Regions from separate parts of the Sus scrofa genome. Here region 2 is linked to region 1. Evidence: chromatin contacts called from public HiChIP or PLAC-seq data. All regions are on one chromosome and are shown on one strand. Each heading gives the region's core, a stretch centred on a gene start, on an enhancer-like site or on the middle of the called end of the contact. The rest is flanking DNA. Distances are from core to core; before and after follow the strand shown.

Region 1 (3,529 bases), core at 610-3,109:
AAGGCCAGGTTCTTCTTCACGGAAACGATCATAATAAAAATACTTGCCATTCATTCAATAAATTCCGACTGAACACTTATTATATGTCAGGTGCAATACACTAAGTGCAGGAAGTTAAAGATTACACGGTTGCTTCAACAAATATTTACCAAGTATACACTGCAGGCCAGGCACGTCTCTAATAAATGAGACAACTGAACAAATGGAGCCCCTGACCTGTTGGCATTTACATTCTAGTAGGGGAGATAGCAAGTGTGCAAATGTACAACGTATTCCCTTATTTTTCTCCTTCAGTGCTATGAAGAGAAATAAATTAGGTTGAAGGGGACAGAGAATTCCAGAGAAGGGGCTTCTATTCAGACAGGGAAGTCAGGATGTGAGAGAGCAAGCCAGGATCTAAGTCATTCCAGTCATTTCATTCATTCAGTCAAAAAGTACTAAGTATCGGAGTTCCCGTTGTGGCGCAGTGGTTAACGAATCTGACTAGGATCCATGAGGTTGCGGGTTCGATCCCTGGCCTTGCTCAGTGGGTTAAGGATCCGGTGTTGCCGTGAGCTGTGGTGTAGGTTGCAGATGCAGCTCAGATCCGGAGTTGCTGTGGCTGTGGTGTAAGCTGGTGGCTACAGCTCCGATTCGACCCCTAGCCTGGGAACCTCCATATGCTGCAGGAGAGGCCCTAGAAAAGGCAAAAAGACAAAAGAAAACAAAAACAAAAAAATCCAAAAAGTACTAAATATTGAACCTGTGCTCAACATTCTGTGAGGAGATGGTGTTATAAGGACGGTAAGGCACAGACCCACTCTGAAAAGACTTCCGGCTGTAATCTTGTGTGATTTGCTCTCTTTTCCCCTACTTTCCCTCCTCTTCATTGCATTTCTCCCCAGCCAACTGTCATCAGTCCAGGCCTGGTGCCTCTGCACCAGTCTCCTGGTGTTCTACTTCTTTCCCTGGCCCTAGTCTTTTCCTACAATTCAGTAACGTCTAACCTTATCAGTTTCAGATCCATCGAGCCCTCCCTCACTCAGAAACGGCAGAGCATCTGGCATCAGATTATGTGCTCTGACACATCTTTTAATCTTCTCAACATGTCCTCAATTTTCGTTTCCATAGGCATAGGAAGACCAAGGCTCCCGGAGGTCAAGAAAGCTGCCCACGTCTGCCACACCAGATGGCAAGTAGGGGTGACCAGTCTTTTTCTGACATAGTATCTTTCTGGCTCACTGCCCTCTTCGAAATTCCCTCCTGCCCCTCTCCCCCGCTCAGCTTCTTCTCACCTGGGGGTCCTGGGCAGAGCTTCGGAGTCCCAAAGCTGGCAGCGTTGCCCCACAGGCAGCTGGTATTAGCTCCGTGTCTGCGTAACTGACCCACTGCTGGACAAGGACAGCGGCCCGACTACCTCCAGGGCCCCCCAGGCCTGCTGGCCACAGCAGCTGGGCCACGGCCGTGGCTCCCCACACCCAGAGCCCACCGGGCCCCTGCTCCAGGGCGGGCAGGCGGGGTGGGGGAAAGGGAGTCCTGCTGGCCGGGGGCGGCTGAAGACAGACGCGGGGGTGGGCTCCTCCCCATCCTGGACCCTCCCCAGCCTCGCCGTAGCGGGCAGCTATGAGGGCTCGGAGGCTGGGGAAGGCATCGGGGTGAGGAGAGACGTAGAGGATGGACATGGTTGTGCAGGAAGTCCGAACGAGGTGGAAAAACCCTAAGAGAAAAGGGGACAGAGTAAGACCGAGGGACCCGGGGGCTCCTGAGTAGCTCCCCTACCTCAGGCTCCCGAGGCCCCCAGAACTGAGGATCTGATGGGGCCTCAAGATCCGAGGACCCTGCTCTCGGAGTGGCAATGACAGTGGGTAACTCCCCAAGCCCGCGAGCCCTACGGGCGTGGGGAGGCTCGAAAGAGCCTCTCCGCGGCCAGTAGGACGCGGGTTCAGGCCACATGTACCTACTGGAGGGAGATGGTCACACAGAGCCGGGCATCCACCTCATAGCCGGGCGCCGGCCGAAGTTAGACGGGCCTGGCAACCGGGGCTGAGGCGTCCGGCGGGCGGGGATGGTGGGCGGTCCTCCCGGTGACCCTAGATCCCTGCGACAGCCGCCCGGGCAATCTGCGCCCACGTGTTCCCCCCTTTGTGACTACGAGCGTTTCCGGGCCCCGGGGTCCTGGCACGGGCGCCCGTGCCCCGCCTGCGTGTGCCGGCGCTGCCTGGCCGATCTTGGCCCAGGGGTGCGCCGCCCGCCGCAGACTGCGCTCCCGAGGAACCGTGCGGGCCGCGGGCACGGGAGACGGGGTCGGGGAGGACGCGCCGGGAACCGCACTCCCGTCAGGCGCCGCCGCGGGCACCCCGTACGGGTCCTCGGGCGGGGCGGGGTGGGGCGGGGGGGGCGGGGCGGGGCGGGGCGGGAGGGCGGTGCCAGCGGGCCTTCACGCGGCGGCGGCGGAGGGCGGCTCCTGACGCCAACGTGGGTAGGGGTCCGTTTGGCCGAGGTCCTGGTGTCCAGCTTCTCCTTGAGCCTCATTTCCTTCTACGTGGGAGGAGGGAGTCGAATTGGATGGCTTCTAACGGCCCTTCGTCCTGAGAACCCTCATCTGGGGCGGGAACTCTTACTTGCTAAATGAGTTTAGAGTTAATTCCCAGTCACAACTCTCCACAATGAAAGTTGTCACTTGTATTTATATGCAATAGATATTGGGGAAGCACTAGATCCAGCATCAAACGCATTTAGGTGTCTCATTAGCTTCCACCTTAATACAAGGACAGCAAACATTCGCAGGTACAGTATTAGGAAAAGGCTATGGTAGGTAGGCTGCATAGGTAGGGGGCATGCAGTCCAACTGAGGTACGGTTTGTATCAGGAAGAGTGGTAGCCAATACGGACAGGACGGGTTGGGGCCTTGGCTTGGGTAATGAGAGTAACAGGGCTGGGTGAATTCAGCATCCCTTTCCCACTCTCTAGCCCCCTTCCCAAAACACAGAACCAGAACTCGAATTTGCATCATAAATTTTATTCCCGATGCGGGACAGATTCCTTCCATCCCCAGAATGAATCACATGCTACCCTAGAAAGACCTGGGAGATTCTCCCACCTCCAGGGAAGAAGTGAGAAAGGCAGGTGCTGGGGATAGGGAAGGCTTCGCAGTTCCCGGGCTTCCTTTTCCTCCCCTTCTCAATACAGGAGAGTAGCTCTCCATTATTATTACTCTCATCCACTCATCCCTTAAAAAAAACACAAAAACTTTGCTGTGAAAAAAACAACACCTCAAGTATGGGAGGGAGGCATCCTGAGCTGGGACATGAGGCTCAGAATCACCGATGGAAGGAGGGAAAGGGAGGAGCAGCCATCACTGCTTCTGTTGCAGGGCCTCCTTCCTTGCTGCGTCCTGTAGCAACTGTGTGTCAACCTCATCTGCTGGCAACTGCACATAGCGAACCACTGAGCCTCGGATGAAGCAGTTCTTCACTGATAACTGGACAAAGATACACAAATGTAAAAAAAAAACACGCTTCAAAAATGTCCTCTATCCACCCAGGGACCT
Region 2 (3,531 bases), core at 615-3,114, 98 kb after region 1:
TGAACTGCTTGCCGCAGCGCGGGCACATGAAGATGAAGTGCTGAGCCCGCATGTGGAAGACCAGCTTCTCCACGCCCTGGAACACTTCCGGGCACTTGGTGCACTTGATGTTCTTGAGGGGATTTCCACTGGAAAAGCCGCCGGGGAGGGGTCCCCGGCTGCCCCCCGCCCCCAGGCTGCCCCCCGCCCCCCGGGCAGCCATGGCCACCGCTGCTGCCTCCACCAGGCCTGAGGTGGCCCCCACGCTGGCCCTGCCGCCGGGGATCAACAGCAGGCCCTCCCCTTCCGCATCCTCGGAAAGGCTGTAGCAGGCTTTCACCACGCCCTGCGGTGGGGCCACAGTGCTGGGGGGCACGCTGCTCTGGGCCAGCTCTCCAAGGTGGCTGCCCACAGAGCCTCCGATGCCCAGACCTCCTCCCAGGCCTCCGGGAGGTTTGAGCCGGTGTGCCACCTCCAGGGCCGACTCCACCTTGACGATGCAGATGTCAGACACGTCCTCATCCTCATCCTCATCCTCTTCCTCGGCCTTCAGCTCCAGGTCCTCATCCAGCGGGAACTCCAGCTTCACAGGCCGCAGGAGTGGAGGGGGGAGAGGGGGTGGGGGTGGGGGTTTGGGGGCTGGCTTTGGGGTCCTGGCAGGAGGGAGAAGGGATTTGGTGGCACTGACACTGCTCACAAGGCTGGCATCGCTGACCCCATCCTCTTTGAGGCCTATTTTGGGCTCGATGAACTGGCTGAGGGCATTCCGGCATTTCTCCACCACGTGCTCCATCTGCAGGTAGGAGGCGGCCGTCAGGTAGTTAACGATGTCCCTGACGGCGAATTCCAGGGCGCCCGTGTAGCAAGAGAGCAGCAGGTCAGCCACTATGCGTGCACTGTGCATCAGCGAGACCTGTAGCTCAGAGCTGGGGTTCAGCAGGAACTGGTCCCGCAGGAACGGCGAGCAGGCAGCCAGGATGACCTTGTGGCCGCGGAACTTGAGACTGTCGGCCACAATGGTCACGTCGCAGAACCGCTCCTCTGCGCGGAGCTGGTTCATGTTCCGCAGTGTAGCGGCCTCGTGGCCAGGCAGCTGGAAGCGCAGGACTTCCACCCCAGAGGCCATTGTGGCGAGGGTGGGCAACCCTGGTTGGGAAGGAAACCAGTCAGAGACAAAGGTCTCTGGCTTTCCTAAGCCAAGGCTCCAGGCCTCGCACTCTCATTCTTGCCTGGCCCCCCAGCATCAGATCAGCGGGTCTTCAAGCCTCTTCCTCAGTTTCCCCAGCCCCCGGGGAGGCGCTGTCCCTCGGAGAGGAGGGAGGCGTGGTTCCCGGGGGCGGGGCAGCGGCGTCCACACCCCCCAGCCCGACCGCCCGCGATGATGGGGCGAGCCCGCGCACCCACGGGGGAAGGTCGGCAGAAGGGGGAGCAGAGGCCTGGGGCTCTGGGGTGGCCCCGGCTGCAGCCTTTTCTCACCCCGCCTCCTTTACCCGCTGCCTCATTCCTCCGCCCCCCCCCTTGCACGTTTGCACGCGCTTTTCACGTCCTCCCCCCACGGCCTGCACGCATCGTGCACGCCCCCCCCACGCCTTCAGAACTCCGTGGCACGCCCCCCCCCGCCCCGCGACCCTGAGTGCACGCGCCTCTCACCTGGCCCGGTTCCGCGCGCTGTTTTTTTACCCCCCTATTTCCCCCACCCCCCCGGGGCCGGCTGCGCCCCCACACACGGGCAAGGCCTGGGCAGCGCGCAGGCGCGGGGGTGCACGGGGCGCGCGCGCGGGGCCGGCTCCGCGTGGGCGTAAGGGGGGAGGGGCGGGGGCGGCTCGTGCCGTGTGTTCCAGGCCCCGCGCGCGGCGGCGTCGGCGAGAACTCAGGGAGGAGGAAGAGGGGAGGGAATTAAAGGAGCAGGATTCCCCCTTTCCCGACCCCCCTTTCTTCGCCAGCGCCCCCCCACACGGTTAAAGGGCCAGACAGCCTGGCCTCCCCTTTGGCCAGTATTATTTGTCCGCCAGAGCGGAAATACGTTCCGCACCCCCCTCTTTCTGGCTCCCCCTCCTCTGTGCCTCCCGGCCCCGCGGCCAGTCTGCGCGTGCGTGCCAAATGCCGCGCGGAGGCCCGCTCGCTCGGGCCCGCCCCCCGGTCCCGGCCGCCCTCCCGCGGCGCAGCCGGCTCCTCGCCCCTCAGCGCGCGCCCCCGCCCCCTGCGGTCCCCGCCTGCCTGGCTCCCCGCGGGTGGCGCTGCCACCTGCTCCTGCGGCTGGTGCTGCTGTGGCCCAGCTGTGCGGAGCGGGGGTCCCAGACCACCTCGTGGCTGTAAGAAGCTGTTGGTTGCTGTTGCCCTGCTGAGAATCCTCGCAGTCCCTCCCGCCACACTATCAGACTTTTCCAATACTTCTGAAGCATAATAACCACCCCAGCACTCCTGGCCTAAAAGGTATTTTAACTTCCTACAAGGCCAGGCAGTCCAGTATCCTCGACTTCCTCTCCTCCGTCTCAAAATCTTATGAGAATCACACCTATCGTCCCCCTCCCTCCACTTTCAGAATTGATCCCAATTTCTTGCCAAGGTAAATGCCCTCTCAGTATCCATGACCTTGTCCCTTTCACCCCTGCTGTATAATTAGCCCTAGTACGAATTCTCCTAATTATATGAACATTTATATTAGTACATTTCAGCTATCCTTAATCTTTCCAACTGTCAGCGTCCTCACGCCTGCCCTTCCACACAACTGACCAAGTCAGAGCTCCACTGCCCTACACAAGACCCTTCCTCAACTCTGCACCGTTGCCTTCTCTTTCTCTGTCACTCCCAAACTAAGCTACAGTCTCCATGGCTTCACCACTGGCATTTCTTAGCGCCTAGAAGGCCGACTCCCTTCCCTTCCTCTTCCTTGCATCCCTCATACCTACATTCACTTCCCCACCCATCCAAGTCCAGGTGAAGAAGCCTCTGTTTCCTGCCTACTGGATGTGTTTATTGTATCTTCCAGGAGACTACAGTATTGTTCTTACACATCAGTGCTGGTGGAACTGCTAGTGATAGAATGTGTTCAATATCGGGTTTCCCGGAGTTCCCGTCATGGTGCAGTGGTTAACGAATCCGACTAGGAACCATGAGGTTGTGGGTTCAATCCCTGTCCTTGCTCAGTGGGTTAAGGATCCGGCGTTGCCGTGAGCTGTGGTGTAGGTCGCAGACGTGGCTCGGATCCCGCGTTGCTGTGGCTCTGGCGTAGGCTGGCAGCTACAGCTCTGATTCGACCCCTAGCCTGGGAACCTCCATGTGCCTCGGGAGTGGCCCAAGAAATGGCAAAAAAAAGACAAAAAAAAAAAAAAAAAAAGTATCGGGGTATCGGGTTTCCCCATTAGATGGTAAACTTTATTGCGTGAATTACATCCTGTTTTGCAAATAAAAGTCATACAATAAATGACTGACTATTGAAGTCATTCCTCTTCAGTTCAGCCAGTATCCACCCATAAAATGTTTGTTCCTGATTTAAACTGAATCCTGAACTCAGGGATGCCCTTTGGAGGGGCAGTGGGGGTGGTATTCAGA

What was found. HiChIP or PLAC-seq counts read pairs in DNA pulled down with a chosen protein or histone mark.
Region 2: a contact with region 1 is called in an H3K27ac HiChIP or PLAC-seq map of alveolar macrophages. The contact joins the promoter of ZBTB12 here to the promoter of VARS in region 1. A contact is called at or near these places in 1 of 5 promoter capture datasets (liver), 2 of 47 Hi-C or Micro-C datasets (embryonic fibroblasts and epiblast stem cells) and 2 of 2 datasets of contacts at active chromatin or transcription factors (alveolar macrophages and skeletal muscle).

What each region holds. Positions count from the first base shown.
Region 1 is chr7:23,897,406-23,900,934 of Sscrofa11.1, forward strand. It overlaps VARS (valyl-tRNA synthetase), which reads right to left and starts at 1,860. Exons shown (of 33, transcript NM_001195378.1): 1 at 1,275-1,860. The coding sequence starts at 1,661. It overlaps LSM2 (LSM2 homolog, U6 small nuclear RNA and mRNA degradation associated), which reads right to left. Exons shown (of 5, transcript NM_001123136.1): 5 at 2,980-3,460. The coding sequence ends at 3,335.
Region 2 is chr7:23,995,116-23,998,646 of Sscrofa11.1, forward strand. ZBTB12 (zinc finger and BTB domain containing 12) reads right to left here and starts at 1,865. Exons shown (of 2, transcript NM_001101821.1): 1 at 1,630-1,865; 2 at 1-1,125. The coding sequence starts at 1,105.